2 separate regions of the Zea mays genome follow, and region 2 is linked to region 1. A link is a contact called in public Hi-C data. All regions are on one chromosome and are shown on one strand. Each heading gives the region's core, a stretch centred on a gene start, on an enhancer-like site or on the middle of the called end of the contact. The rest is flanking DNA. Distances are from core to core; before and after follow the strand shown.

Region 1 (7,937 bases), core at 2,132-4,631:
AAACGATGAGCTATCACACCAACAGCTGCAGTAGTAGCTAGCACCTGCCAATTGTACACATTTATCAGGGAGTAATTGAGTAATGATAACTGTTTGATGGTTGCGTTAGCATGAACAGAACCTGAGCAGATCCCAAGCCGAAGACATACTTCTTCATCGAACTTAGCCTTTCCACAGAAAGCTGCAGGTGTAGGATATTAAGCCAGTATTTGCTGAAAGTAGAAATAGTATCCAAAGGCACTTAGTTGTGTACCTCAAGTCCAATGTTAAACAGTAAGAACACGACTCCGAATTCCGCAATTGCCTTTGTCCCATGCACATTACGGATGATGGAGAGCCCATATGGACCAATGAGGACACCAGCAGCAAGATATCCAAGAACAGGACTGCCTAAGATATCAAGGTAAAATTTATTTGCAGAAGGTCACAAAAACTTCCATGAAAACTGATGATCTTAATCACAGATGTTTCTCAACTTTTGTATGCACATGAGTTCATGCATTCTAACTCCTAACTTCAGAAGTCCATGCATTTCAATTCAGGAAAAGCATGGTCCACAGTTGGCAGTTGTGACTAAAACACTAAAAGTTGATGAGACTAGAAGGGGGAACCGTTTAGTTCAATTGCAAACTTGCTTGAGTGACCAAAATAATGCAAAAAACTACAGATGCTGCTGAACTATGCCGTGCACAAACAATATTAGAATGTATCTCACCTCCAGGGATTTTCTGAAATAATGGTACAAAAATAACACTGGCAAGAAGCAAATACAGTATGTCGAAAAGTGAAGCTTCTTCCTCATTTACCTGAATAGGGAAATGACGAGTGTAAGGAAATTTACATGCAAGCTAAGTTTCATCATAACAGTTGAATATCATTCGAAGTACACAAAATGAAATCAGAAGATGAGCAAGTTCAGATGAGGAAATTGTACCTCTTGATGAGGTAAGAGCTCTATTAGCTTCTTTACTCTCTGTGGAATTTGCCGTATCTCACGAACTATGGGCTTTGTCGTGGAGGTTACCTTTCCAATACTTGTGGCAATTTCTTGCTGCTGAAATAGTTGACTCTTCTCAGCTCTATTTAAGAAGAAGGCCCTACGGGACCCATAAAACAAAAAAAAACTTTAAGGTATTGGCTAACTGATATGAATGAAAATGATGCCCAGCAGTTATAATAAGGAAAACACTTCCATTCCCATTTCAAATTTTCAGTGCAAAGAAGAGGTGACTATACACAGGATACAGTATGTTTTTTATCTGTACACAAACAACAGAAAACAAGGTAAATTGATGGAGTGCAGTTATCTGAAATCAAATCTTCACTGCAAAATGCAAAACCTATAAAACACAAAGCAATTGTCATGTGACTCACCCTGCACCAAGAAGCAATATCCCAACAACAAGCTTGGGAGCCTGTTTTTGCACTGATTTCATTAACCCCCGAAAGACAGATGTAGGTGTAAACTCTCCATCAGCTTTGGAGGAGAAGAAAGATGCCGGGAAGAAGCGGGATGATCTCTTCTTCAGTGATTTTTGAGCACTCAGTGGTTCCTTGGTGAACTCCTTTCGTTCCATTTCCTGCTTCTTCCCTTGCTTCAACTTGTCTGAATCAGGCTCAGCTTCTTTCTGAGGCTCAACGGACATCTTATCGCTGCTTGCTTCATCATATATTTCACGGGATGGTTCAAGCTGCTCAATGCCCTCAACAGTCAAGTCACCTACCATTAGACGCTCGATACTTGACACCTCATCCCTCACAGGAACATCATCAGTGCCATTGCTGCTATACTCATACCCTTCAGAAACGCTATCCTCTTCAGCGCTTTTCTGCTCTTCAGCAAGTGATGTTAGCTCCACCACGGTGTCAACCGAGGATATGACCTTCTCCGCTTTCAGCAGCACCGCCTCCGCGTCGTTGACACGCTGCGTGGCTTTCATCTCAAGAGCCACCGCCTGCTCAGCCAACACCATTATATTGGTGACATCTTCTTCGGCCTTGGATGCATCCAACTGGGCCTTCTCAGCGAGCTCGGTGAGCCTATCAACCTCCTTCTGCAGGTTCATTTTCTGTTCCTGGATGCGTTCCAGCTCCTCCTCACACCGCAACAAGGCTGCCCGGCAATCCTTGATCTCTTCCTGAGCAGACACAAGGGCCTCCTCCTCCACGCCTTCGATGCTAACCTCCATGGGCCCGACCGACCCCCGCTTGGCATCCAGCGCCTCGGACGCCAGCTGCAGCCTGGCCTCGGCCATCGACAGCGCCATGGTAGCCTTCTGGACGGCCTCCTTGGCGTCCGCCTCCTTGACGATGACCTCCTGCACGGTGGCGACGGCCGCGGACACGTCCCTCTGGGCGCCTTCGGCGCGGTCCTTGAGCGCGATGGCCGACTCGGATATCCGCTGAGCCTTCTCCTCGAACATGGTGCTGTTGAGCCTGGCCACCTCGAGCTCGTTCCTGCACCTCTGCAGCATCTCCCGGAGACCGTCCACGTCGGCGGGGCCCTTGTCATTGTCGTCGTCGTCGGGCCCCGAGCTGGTGGCATCGTCGTCGTAGACCTCGCCGGAGCCCTTGGCGGCCTCCAAGGGGCCGTCGACGTAGGCCAACGAGTCGCTGCCCTGGCACCGCGGCCGCCCTCTGGCGCGGAGACGGGGAGGGCCCCCGCGCGCGGGAGCCAGGTAGAAGAGCCCGCTGCTGCCGCGGAGGAGGGCGGCGGCGGACGTGAGGCGCCCGTTCCCGGCGCCGCGGTGCCGCAGGGAGCAGACGCGGAAGCCATTCCCGGCGGCGCCGATCTGCAGGCCCGCCCGCGGGGCCGCGCGGCTGGGCCCGGCGACGGAGGCGAGCCTGGACAAATCCATCCTCCCCTGTCCTGTATCGTAGCGGGCGGAGCACGAGTACAATCGGAAACAGCGCAAATCAAAGCCTGGGAAAAGGAGAGGTCGGGACGAGAGAAACAAAAGCGGATTACAGAGACAGAGACGGAGACGGAGGAGTGAGTGCTCACGTACTGGTTGGTGGATGTATGCGGATTGGGTCAGAGGGCGACCGGACCGGAGGAAGGGAGGCCTGTCACGGGAGAAGCACCGACGACGACGACGACGACGAGGAGGAGGAGGAGGGGCCTCGGCCTCATTCCATTCCTACGACGGGACGGCGCGAGGGGGGAGTGCGACTGTGGGAGCTGGTAGGTGACCTCACCTCGCTCGCTCGCCCTGGCGTTGGCGTTTTGTCCGAAGAGCGAGTTTTGTTTCGGCAACGGGGCGGCGGAGGGGACGAGGCAAAAGCCAACTGCGCCCAACTTGTCAAGCCAAACTTGCTCCTTCCCGCACCGCAACAACCCTGGGCTGGGCTTTGAACCGCAGATTTTTTTAAAAAAAAATGTTGTTCGGGTTTCTGCTCCTCGGATAGTGGTATATTCCTCGCTAGTGCTACTTCTACCCCACTGATTCAGCCACGGGACCGCCACGATAGGGAGATTAAAATAAAATTAAAAAGGAGATAGAGAGACAGCTCGTTTTTAAGCTGTCGTTAATCAGAAAAAAAAAAGGAAAAGTGAAAAAAAAGCTATTACCAACCCTGTCCGGATGGCCAAGAAAGAATTTTGGTGTGGATCTTTATAAAAAAATCTTGACAAACAACATGGACTCGGAGATTACTCCAAGCTAGTACAATATCGGTGCATTGCAACGGTCCTAACAAGAAAATACCGATAAAAATATACTCTCTCAGTTCCAATTTATAATTTGTTTCTCATTTTCTCATGAATTTTTTAAATAAGGCAAGTGGTCAAACTTGAGATAGAAAAAGTCAAACGAATTGTATTTTTGAAACGGGTGGAGTATTTAATATTGAAGTTGACATAGATTCATATACCAGATATTAAATTGATAATAACAAATATTATACTCTATCTTAACCAAAATCCGAAAAAATATGAGTTAAAAAGGAGCAAAAGCCATTTTTATAGCCGGTTCGGTCACTCGCACTCCTTCAGTGAGTGAAGTGGTACTGTGTGAGAACGCTGCGTTTTTTGTGGTTTCTCATGACTCATGTGTAGGGCAACAGTTCAATGATAGACGACTAGCAAGAGGGAAAAATAAATCTTCGTGCTTCACATGTACGAAACTGATGAAGAGAGTCCTTTCTTTTCCTAAACTCGAGCATTGTTTGGTTACCCCATTCAAATGAGATTGAAAGAAATTATAAAATAATCAACTTGTCAGGAATTTAAACACACTCAATCTTGCTCAATCCGCATGGATTAAAATTAAAACGAACAAACTCTAAAAAGATTGTTTTAGCCTTTACGCCCGAGGGCGCCAGACCCGGTTCAAAACATAACACTTGTTCTTTAGGTGGTGTCTTTTAATATGCTTGGAAAGTTGGAAGGCAGTAACTCATATGTTTTTTGGTTCATAAAATGTAACGTAAATAGCAACGGTAATGATTTACAATCGATTATTAGTGGTAACAAGTTTGAATAGACCAGTATTAATTTCTAGTGTGGTACTGATTACGGATAGAACTAAACAAACATGATGTAACGTTATCAATTACACATCAAGTTATAAATATGTGAACCAGACAGCACCTCAATATTTACAACATGACTTTGACAACAATTCCGATGTTTGGTTGCATGCCTAAAGTGCCACAAATTGCTACATGTTTTTTATCACACTTGCCTAAGGTTAGAACCTCAAACTCTCTACCACAACTTGACACGTCTAAGAGAATCTTGATATCTTGCCACACACTGAGTTATTGACGAGTGACACTCATGCTGCAGCAGAAAAATCTCGCAACAACTATGACTACGAACCAAACACACACCTAAAGTCAGTTAAACCTGTTAGTCGCAGCCCATAAACAGGCCCTTTGTAGCCAAAATCTGGTTTGTTTGTTTGTTTTTTGGGTAAAAATGCTTTGTTGAGAATGTTCTTTAGCTCTCTTGTGGAGTACTTGGAAAATGCGGAGCGCACTTCATTCTCAAGGGGAAACATGGCAATATGGGAAGAGGATGATGAAAATAACGAGCTCAAATGCAACTGGAACAGTTAAGAACTCCAACGGGTAAGATGCAGCATCATCTGAAGAACTTGTTCCTCTAGAAACTTTAAGTTCAGACCATGTGGCTATTCACATATAAGATGCAACAACATATGCTTGGATGACGTAATCAATGGCATGCCAGTACTAGAACACACCTTCGGATAAAATATTTGAGACTGCATTTAACATCTACGCAAGGTTGACCTGCAACCCCTTTTCGACAATAGTACACATGGCATCTAGCTTGTGCAATTAATGCAATAAATAACCCAACCTAGAGCAATCTACCTGAAAACGGATCTGATCCGGTTACATGCATACTACAGTACGATCTATACACACACTACCTTCGGTTTTCTTTTCTTTTTTTTAACTAAGTTATCAGGTGTACATATCCTAGACTGGATCTGCCCATGGGATGCGACATAACAGGATAATTCAACAACAATACAATCAGAAATGCATGTCTAGATAGTAGTAGTCTATATAAAAAAATCCAGCACAATGAAATAAAATCAGTCAGGGTACGTTGATCAGCTAGCTCAGCAACCGAAGAGCTGCCTTGGCCACATTGGTTTTCTTGTATCATCACCCTAAGAGCTAACCATGTTGAACTGGAACCTAGAAAGCTGCTGCGGGATGGTAGAGATGACAGGCCCGTACCTCTGCACATCAATGTACAGGAAACAAGTTTCAGAAACAAATCTTGACAAATTCCTGAAACTTGAAAGCACAGCACAATATACAAAATTAACACCCGTTGGCTATGGCCAAACAAAAGAAGGAAAACCATGTACCACAGTTATGGCTGGAAAGGCTCACGAGAATAGAGTAAGTCCGAATATCAATAAACTATGCATTTCAATCATCGTACTAGCAATGCAGATTTCTTATATATAAATGGTTACGTAAAAAAGTAAACTTCTGTTGCTGGAACCAGAGTGATGTAGTAGATTAAAGAACTGACAGCGCAAAGAGAGTCCCTACGGTCCAGTTTATAGGTCACTTTAGCTTTATACCAAGTCAAAATTCTCTAGCTTTGACCAAACCTTTAGATACACACACACACACACACACTAACATATACAAGTTGAAATAAATGTACTATCAACACATCTCATGGAGAATTTAGTGAAACTAATTATGTTGTAGATGTTTGTGAATTTTTCTACAAACTTAGTCAAAGTTAGAGTTTGAGTTTCAAAAAAAAGTAACATATATTTGGAACGGAAGTAGTAGAAAACAAACGAGGTTAATCAGAACAAAAATAGGTAAAACAATAATGCCCTGTAGAATCTCTACTTTAAAAAATAAAAATTTGCTGCCCTTCCCTAGAACTGAGAACTCAATGGATGAGTGAAGGTTCCCAAAATTTCTGCCAGACATCATCGACAACCAGGCTATGAATGTAACATTACCTGAACATTGTCGTAGAGTTCAAACAGTGGAACAGCAAGCAGTTTCAGATTCCTTGGAACAGCAAAATACTCTCTTTCGGATAGGTGAACAATGAAAAGTTTCTTGCACTCCTGTTCAACAAATTGGTCATTCCAGTTATGATCCTAACAGCATAGGTAAAAAATGCTCCCAAAGCAACAATGTACCTTGGGCTTAGTGATATGTGGAGGACAGTAAGGATACATCACAGTCTCAAAGTTCGGCCTCCACCACACAGCAACGCACTCTCCAACCTGGAAGTGACAAGCATGTTACACCTTTTTAAACTAAGGGACGATATTTATGCTGCCCTAGATAAACCTTTTGAAGGCATCATATGATATTTTTTAACAACATGTAGGGCAGGAAACAGAAACAGTAGCCAGATATTTACTGTGGCCAGTCAGGCATAAGTCTAGGTATTTGAGCATTCTTGAGGTCGAGCTGATGGATCGCCCAATCCCTGAAGAGCGAGGGTAGGGAAGGCAACAGGTCGGGTTCGGATCGGGTATAGCAAATACCCGCCCGCGACTATACCCACGGGATTACTTATACCCGCCCGTGACTACCCGCGGGTAAAATTTTGTGCTCGTGCCCGTACCCGTCGGGTATCGGGTACCCGTGGGTATAGTGATAGGAACAGATTATGTAACTTAGATGACGCTTCACAGTTCACGCAAACACAAACTGCAAAGTCCGCAACACTTAGTAACACAAACTTAGATGACACTTCACAGTTCACATAAATAGATAAACACAAACTGCAAGTCTACACTGAGGCACACAGCAACTGACAACAGCACAGTTCAAAGTTCAGTCTTCAAAGTTCAAAGTCTTGAACAGACAACAGAACAGTAACTAGGCAAGTAGGCATACGCCAGCCACACCGTCACAGGTAGTCATGCACTGAGGCACACAACAACTGAGCAACACGCTTACACGTCAACAATAGTGATTTGGTAACACGCCAACACAGCGCCAGCCGGCCAGGGCAACAGAAACATGGTAAACAGCTGACAGCTCCCACACTGGCACCAACAGCACGGAATTGAGGATTGGAGGCGTGGCGCAAAGAGACTCACCGCTGCGGCGGACGACGCTGTGTAGCCGGAATGGAGGCAAGGGCAAGTGGACGCGGGCACGGGGCTTAGCCAGGAGCCCGGGAGACGACGCAGGACACAGGTGCCAGCGCGGCACGCCGGCGCCCAATCCTAGTTGCGGAGCCACGACGCGGTGGTGGCGAGGTGTGGGCATGCGTCCGGCGCGGGCGGCCACTTGAGAAAAGGAGGATAGGCCGATCCGCCGATAAGGAATTAGGTAGGGATTGAGAGACCAGAGTATCGAATGACAAAGGGGTAAGCATTAAGGTCGGAAATTAGATGGGCCGAGAGGGAGGAGTTTACTGGGCCTTACTCCTTACGGATATCCACGGGTAACCCGTGGGCAAT
Region 2 (7,937 bases), core at 2,268-4,767, 300 kb before region 1:
GCTATCAGTGCCTGAACTTCACCAATGACCTTTGCAGCAACCTGAAGCCATGTGTAATGGTTATTGGTAGGAGCTATCAGCTATCACATTCGAAATATAGAGGTGATTATTAATGCCCCTATGCAATACTTGTCATGTATCCAACGATTTTGCTTACCTTTAAGACAGGTGTTGCTATCAGTATACGGCGGACAATAGCTATTGAGGACAGGAAAGCAATGATCATTACTGCTGTCATTAGGATTGTAATAGTATGAAGGTGACTTATTTCCTGGCAAGAAGATGGACTATAAGATTTCAAGCAGAAGCAGATATGTCTTGCAACAGATTGATTCAGATGGAGATACTTACCCGTCCACTTATGTGAACATATGGATCACTTTCACCAATGACAACAGTTAAGGGGTCATTGCCTATCCAGCCAGCTGAATGTTTGATGCAGCAGTTGCAGGAAGTGAACCATGGATTAGGTATGTGTGCAAAAAGCTTTCTTTGTGAATAAATACCTTGTAACTAGGAAGTGGAGCAGTGAATCATACCTTTGATGTAAAAGAACATCGTTACAGATATAACAAGGGCATTGAAGAGGACTACTGTAATCCAAGTCATGGCAGCAACGAAATAACGAATCATAAGCAACCAGATAACTGACAGGAAAACAGGGAGAATTCCACCACAAACGATGAACACAGGCCAGGACTTCCCAATGTCTGCAATATATCTCTGCAGTAGAGGATAAACCAATTGAAGTATGTAACATGCTATATACATTAGGCCGCAGCAGGATTTTCTTTAAATGCAACAGAATAGTTATCAATCTTGAGTTGAGCAGGAATTTGACATGTGTAGTTTAAAGCAAATTCAGGATGAACCATTTGTCATTTGATGCCATACAAAACAGGAACGCTTTGTGAAGATAAAAATGATTAGGCAGGCAAGAAAAATATACCAAAAAGTTTACAAACCTTTAATACAGCAGATCTAGAATCGATGGCCTTGTGCACTGTTTTATCAATGAGGATATTTTCATCAATGCTGACACCACCCGTCTCATGCCAGTGCTTCAAAGAAACATTGGATGCACGTGCAATAAATTGGCAGCTCCAATAGACTAAAGGGGAAGAAAATTGAAATGCTTATCTCACGGTTACAGTATGAATTTACAGAATAAATAAGTCATGCCACTCTATCTAACCCTTATAACTTTTAAAATGACGGCAGGATTAATATTACCATTTACAGTTGGAAATATTATAGGGTAGCATGGACCCTGGAGTTGAAGTGAGCTATTCTTCATGTCTGGTGTGAGAAACTCATAATAGTCATAGTCCCTATTGATCCAATCATCAACAGAGAGGTCTATGTTCCCTTCTGGATAATCACAAATATAGTTCAATCCATCTACAGCTGGATTTGGGCACTCCATCAGGCAGATGGCTTTGGCATCAGCCAGGTTAACCTTGCTGTTCTTGAGTCCACTTTGGTAGACTTGATTCGGATTCATCCAGTATCTAACATCCAGCTCCTGCAAATTTGGGTTGCCATGCTTATCGCCACAAACGTTCCCTTTGTAGTCCAGTTCATAAGTCAGCCTGTGTGGTCATAGCACAGGATGTTATCTTTTGTTAAACTGCCGTAGATGCAGAAATTAACAATATCGATCAATCTTCCATTACAGCCAGTCAGTCTGTTTGATAGTGCTTGGAGCTGCTTTCAGCTAAATATAAATCTTAACTGATGGAGCGGGAACTCCAACAACCAACCAGACATCAACAACAGTTGGTTGCATGGACAAAGACAGCACAAGCAACTAGAAAATAGCATCAGCATCTGGACCTAAAACACAACTGCTGCATAAGAAACATGTAATGGTGGTAAAATGGTGACTGGTGACAGCATACTGGTTGTATGAATACTCAAGAAGATCCACAACACTGGATTTTATCCCTAAAAACACATTGTTTAGGCCTTGTTCGGTTATTCCCATCATACATGTATTGGATGGGATTGGAAAAAATTTAGAAGAACTTTGACTTGCTTGGGATTTAAACTCACTCAATCCACATGGATTTAGAGCTAACCGAACAAGCCCTTATCAGGCCGGGCTTTCACCTGCTTTCTGCCTTTGAGAGAATATATGACCACCAACTTTCACCTGCTTTCTGCCTATGAGACCATAACTTTTTAGCTGTATCCTGTATTGCTGGGTTTTAGGTAGGCGATACAATTCCTTGGGCCACAAGCTCCTTTATACTAGTATAAGCAGTAAAGGCTCTATCTTTTTTTACTTCTTTCTTTCTTTCTTTCCTTCTTTCTTTTGCCTCTCTAAAGCTAAATCCGGTTAGACTAACGAAGCAAGACAAAGATTCGCTCCACACTACAAATAACATACTAGTAAGTAGTAACTAAGTGGTACACGTTGTATTGTAGGAGTATTCCTTAGGGGGTGTTTGGTTTCATTTTATTCTATTTTAGTTCCTAAATTATCAAATATAAAAACTAAAATAGAGTTTTTGTTTCCATATTTAGCAATTTACGAACTAAAGTGGAATGTTAGTCCCTAGATACCAAACACCCCTTTAGGCCATAGCAAGCAAGATCCGCAACTTTGGTAAATCCTCAACATTGCTTGTTGTTTCATTATTAGAGCAAGAACAAAATCCAGAGACAAGCGGTTTCACCCAATTTTGGTATCGATCTAATTTTCGGGAGCCTCCCACACTCCAAAAGCAGAGTTCTTGAAAAGTGTGTGTCTCTCAGTTCTCAAAGAGATGAGAGCAGCCGAAATTGAGGTGACCAAACTCAAAGCGAGTCGTCGCCGAGGCATCTCACAACCACCGGCAGCACCCAGGCTCAGCTAGGAAGATCGAGCGCAGATCTTGAGGGAGAGGGGGGGCAGCGAATCTGACTGACCTGAGCGGGTTGCCCTGGTTGAAGCCGAAGCTGGAGTTGACAATCATGGCGACCCAGAAGGCGGCGAAGAGCACGAGAACGGCGATGTCGCGGCACCTGCGGTCGTGGCGTATAATGCCGCCTCCGGCGCCGCCTCCCAGCTGCTCGTCGCCGCCGGCCGCCGACGGGTAGCGGCCGATGATCGCGCCGAGGGGCCCTCCCATTCCGCCGCCACCCGCGGCGCCTCCTTTGGTGCTCTCGCCTAGCCTAGATGCGTGCGCTAGCTCCTTGCTTGCTCGCTCGTGCTCGACTCGATTCGGATTCGGCGCGGTGGTTTTGGCGTGAGCGAGTGGGGAAGCGAGTGATCTGTGCCTGGTGCTGGTGGGGACTGGGAGTGAACAGTGGAGAGTGGAGGGGAGGCAGCGAACAGCGAGGGGCAGCAGGAAGAGAGGTTTTGGGCTTTTCCTACCCGGCCGCCGGCCTGTCCTGTGAAAAGGAGGTCCGCCACTTTCTGGTCGGCTGCTCTGCACGGCGCCTCAGCCCTCAGTCACATGCGCTCCACCTACCCGCAGCGTCGCGTTCATGAGTCACTCACCGCAGTCAATGGATTTGGACGACGGTCCGTGTTACTGTGGTCGAGATGGATCCGGATATTTATTTGGATGTTAAATTTTTTTTTCTTTTTTAATTGTAAATGAATAATATTTATAATTTACTATATAATTTATATTCTGAGTCCCTCACTCTATTTTATTATATTTTAACATCTAAATTGTAAATATTTATAGTTTTAGTTTCTGTATTTAGCAATTTATAGACTAAAATAAAATAAAATAGAGGGACTAAAAATTAATCACTATAAATTAAACACTCCCTAATAGATTCATACCGTATTTGATGTATGTGTTTATATTTGTGGCTAGATTCACTGCATTAGTTGAGTTTAAATATAGGTACGAGGATGGGTAAGGTGCTGAAAATAGCCTGAGATTGTGTATATTTGATTGTGTATGTTATCATGTAAAACATTGTTTTACACTATAGTACTATCTTTCCTTGCCACGTGGTGCCCTTAGACCTGCCCATGCGGTGGGGTCGGGTGTCGTTCTCCGTGTGGCCTAGAGACGTCGTACGTGTACAACGTCTTCATACTATAGAAGAGGGTACCCCTGATCCAGGGTACCGACAGTGGCCCCCGGGCCCGCCTCAGGGAGGATGCGAGCCTGTAGGTGGGGGCAGAGTCTGATTAGCGGTTGGCCTGCTGCTCCTGCGCGCCTGTTGACGCAATTACTACCGGCCTGCCTATGGTCATGCCGACTGCCACGCTTATTCCCACGGTTGACTGGCCCGTGGCCTTCGTACCTAATGTCACTGTTGGGCCATGCATGAGATGCCTTGAGTCGCTGCACTGGTTCTGAAAACTTATCTTTTCAGTCTTCCGCGACGGCCCCGAGAAGACGTGGTATTGGCGCGAGCGGCGGTGTGATTTTTCCGCACCCAGTAACCGGCGCGCCTGTTGCTTGACGTGTGGGCCTGGGCCCCCATGTTGGACCACTGGTTGCAGCGAAACTGAGGGGGGCGCACAACCGCGGGGCGTTTGTACGCTTCCTGCGTGGCGGTTCGCCTTTTTGACCGCTGGTTGCCTCGAAAATGAAGGGGTGCATAACCACGGGGCAGTTGCACGCTCCTTGTGCGGTGGTTCGCCTTCTTCATGCTTCGGGCCAGTTTGTATGACATGTGGGGCCTGGCCCCCGTGTCATAGGGTGGGAACCCTGGTGCACGTCAGGGGAGACTTTGCCCGTGACGCTTCGGGGCGCGAGTGGGGAAATCTGCCTTTAAAAAGGGGTCGATCTCCCGGGCAGTAGCCATGCCTCGCTCCTCTTGCATTCATCGCGCCCTTCCGCCTTCCAGGCCTCCAGATGAGGTGCATCGGTGTTTTCTAGAGGGATCCACGTCAGGGCCACCTCCTCCGGCGATCTCACCGCCGGAGAGCTCGCGCTCATGGTGGTGTTGTCGATCTTGTCTTCTTCTTGCTGTTGTGAGAGGAGCGCAACCCCGTGGGGGTTGGCGCTGTTCCGCCATCGCTCGGCTTAAAGGATTTTCATCATGCAGCTCGGCTGCAATCTCTCGCTAGTGGTCATCTAGAGGGATGACCACCAGCCTTGTGGTGGAGAGAAGCGAGTCGGGCTGTGGCCTCCCCCTGCCCTCAACTTCAAGGATGTTCATCATCCGCACTAGGGAGGAGGGCGAGCCGAGCTAGGGTCCTGCCTTCCGTATGGGCTGGCGACCCGCTTCTTCCTCCAGCATTCAGGGGAGAAGCGCGTCCACCAGCCTTGCGGAGGAGGCGAACCTTGGGTACACGGGGCCGGCCGGTTGCAGGCGCCATCAGCTGCCGCGTGCCCGGTTCCTCGGCTTGGGTGGCTTCGGCGCCGCCTCCGACGCTGCCTCCTGCCGTTTGGTTGGGGCGTGGTTGTCCGTCCACCGCACGAGCGACGGTCGCGCCGTGCGCAGGTCCGCCACATCCATGACGTCTCCCGCGCCGCCGATCGTACTGCTCTGACGTCGCCCCGGAGGGTTGTACAAGATGTCGTAGGCCGTAAGGGGTGGCGGCCGCGTTCTTGGATGGTCTTGTCCTCACTCCCGTGGGAGGACGGGAGCGAGGACCTCTTTGCGCATGCTGAGGCAGCCGCCGCCTACCGGTGCAGAGGTGGCCGCTGTCGTCGGTGCTAAGGTGGTCGCCGCCGCTGGTGAGGCTGCCCATTGCAGAGGTGGTTGCCTTCGCTGGCGAGACCATCAGTGCCACCTACCGCCGAGCCCCCAACTCTTTGGCTTTAATGGCCTCGTTGTCGCCCCCCGTAGGAAGACGGGGGCGAGGACCTTTTCGCAATGGCGCACACGCTGGGGTGATCGCCACTGCTGGTGAGTCGTCGGTGCAGAGGTGGTCGCCGCTGTCGGTAGGGATGGCAATGGGTACATACCCGTCGGGTAGTACCATTCCATACCCGTACCCATCAAAAAAAATTCTACCCGTCAGGTTACCCATATATACTCGCGGGTATAAAATCTTACCCATACCCGTACCCGCGCGAGTACTTTTACCCGTCGGGTAACCCGTACCCGCTAGGAAAGAATTAAATTCCAATATACCAATCACTCAAAATATTAGATAAACATAAAAAACAACTTCGATTTCACATATAACAAATCATATGATTACATAACTTGGTATCTAGACAAATGATAACTAGAGAAGGGTTTTATTCTAGCTAAGTTGGACTCTATTAGATGTTTATAGTGCTATCGATGCGGGTATATTTTACCCACGGGTAGACGGGTATGGGTAGTACCAACCCGTACTCGTACCCGTCTACCCAACGGGTAGAGGTTTTTACCCATTAACATACCTGCGGGTAGAGAAATCATCCTGTACCCGCCTTCATATCGGGTAAAACCCGTCGGGTATTCGAGTTTCGGGTACCCATTGCCATCTCTAGCTGTCGGTGCTGAGGTGGTCGCCTCCGCTGGCGAGCCGCTCAGAGCTAGCTATCTCGTGGCCCTACTGGTGTGGAGGTAGTTCATACATGTAGAGTAGAGATGGAACTAGGGCTCCACTTGAAAACAGATGTAATACTTTCGCTTTTTGTAAGGTACTCAAGAGTACTATTTATTAAGCAGTATTAGCACTTATCTATTTTCAACTTGTTTCTGCTATGTGCGATATTGTTGACTCCTCCCTGGTACCTGTCCCCCCGCCTGGGATGCAGGCTCAATGTGTTGAGGTTGGATACCAGCGTATCTGAAAAGGTTGTCAACAACCCTCGGGAGGCAACCTCGTCAGGATCTGGATCTGTACACAGCTTCAGCTAGGGAGCGTTAGTAGTACACCCATAGGGTTCCCTGTCTGATATTAGCCATCCTTTGATACATGCTCGGGACTCGCAGGTTTCAGTCTGGGTGGCCAAGTTGCGTGTCTGGACCCCCTTGGGTCGCGGTTCTAGATACTAGGACACTTGTCGCAGGGTGGTGGAGCGTGCAGGCCCACGGTACGGGACCAGGCTGAGCGGCTACACGAGCTTCGGACCACCCCAGGAGACTAATGCCCATTCTCTAGCTCCGGACCCGAGGTTGTCGGACGCACATGACTTATAGCCCCAAATACTAGGTACCCGTCATGAAGTGGTGGAATGTGTAGGCTTTCGGGTACGGAACCAGGCTAAGCGTCCACACAGGCTCCGGACCACCCCATGGAACGGGGTCCCGTTCTCTAGAGCCGGCTCCCAGGCTGTCGGACCTCCCAACTTTCGTATCAGGGGCCCTAAACTGCAAGCCTGGCTGCTCAATTCGGATGTCGTCATGTCAGGACAGATGGGAACCGTACGGGTGGGTTAGATAAAAAGTATTATCTGAAAAACTGCAAGGTAAGACCATGGAGCAGCGAGATGGAACTATCATAGAGGCTCAACTGAGGGGGTAGTTTTTCTTTATAACTCATCATGCATGGGTGCAGACCAACAGGCCGGGTTTATGGGGACGGACCCCACCGGGTTGGCGTACACGTAAGTGCTACCTAGTTACAAAAGGGAAACTAAATCGACCCCTCAGACTTGCTCTATGGATAGAACTTACAGAGATGTTCCGGCATCGGGGTGAGGCACTCCTTCAATCGTAGCTAGATGGTTGCCCTTGGGTCGGTGCATTCTCGTTACCTTGAAGGGTCCTTCCCAGCTGGGGGAGAGTTGCAGAGCCCTTCTTGGTTTGGTACTTGCCGTAGGGCTAGGTCCCGACCCTGGGTCTCCATCTGCATTTGACACGGGAGCCCTCGTCTTTGGTTGTGGCCATTCCTGCATGTACCTGTCGGAAGCCTGGACCCGTGGGGAATCCAGAAGGGTTTCGGGAGGAAGGCAAGCTTTAGCTTCGTAGACCGGGGAGCACGGGGTTCCTCTGGGGTCCGTCTAGTTGTCTCCACCGGAGTAGGAGCCTCCAGTGAAGACATCCTTCAGGTCCCCCTCGGGTGACTGATACCCGAGGTCCCGTTCAGCCGCAGT

The links. Hi-C and Micro-C count contacts between places; a contact is called where the count stands out from the background.
Region 2: a contact with region 1 is called in a Hi-C map of leaf, with 1.8 times the contacts expected there. The contact joins the promoter of LOC103645752 here to the promoter of LOC103645748 in region 1. A contact is called at or near these places in 5 of 25 Hi-C or Micro-C datasets (bundle sheath, ear, leaf and 1 more).

The regions. Positions count from the first base shown.
Region 1 is chr2:1,221,393-1,229,329 of Zm-B73-REFERENCE-NAM-5.0, reverse strand. It overlaps LOC103645748 (K(+) efflux antiporter 2, chloroplastic), which reads right to left and starts at 3,381. Exons shown (of 21, transcript XM_008670449.3): 1 at 3,009-3,381; 2 at 1,375-2,869; 3 at 935-1,097; 4 at 716-806; 5 at 254-390; 6 at 122-181; 7 at 1-44. The coding sequence starts at 2,858. LOC100273812 reads right to left here. Exons shown (of 7, transcript NM_001148213.1): 5 at 6,657-6,743; 6 at 6,471-6,581; 7 at 5,294-5,717. The coding sequence ends at 5,646.
Region 2 is chr2:1,517,568-1,525,504 of Zm-B73-REFERENCE-NAM-5.0, reverse strand. LOC103645752 (choline transporter protein 1) reads right to left here and starts at 3,517. Exons shown (of 10, transcript XM_008670454.3): 1 at 2,914-3,517; 2 at 1,234-1,592; 3 at 966-1,111; 4 at 540-723; 5 at 352-425; 6 at 158-271; 7 at 1-41. The coding sequence starts at 3,116.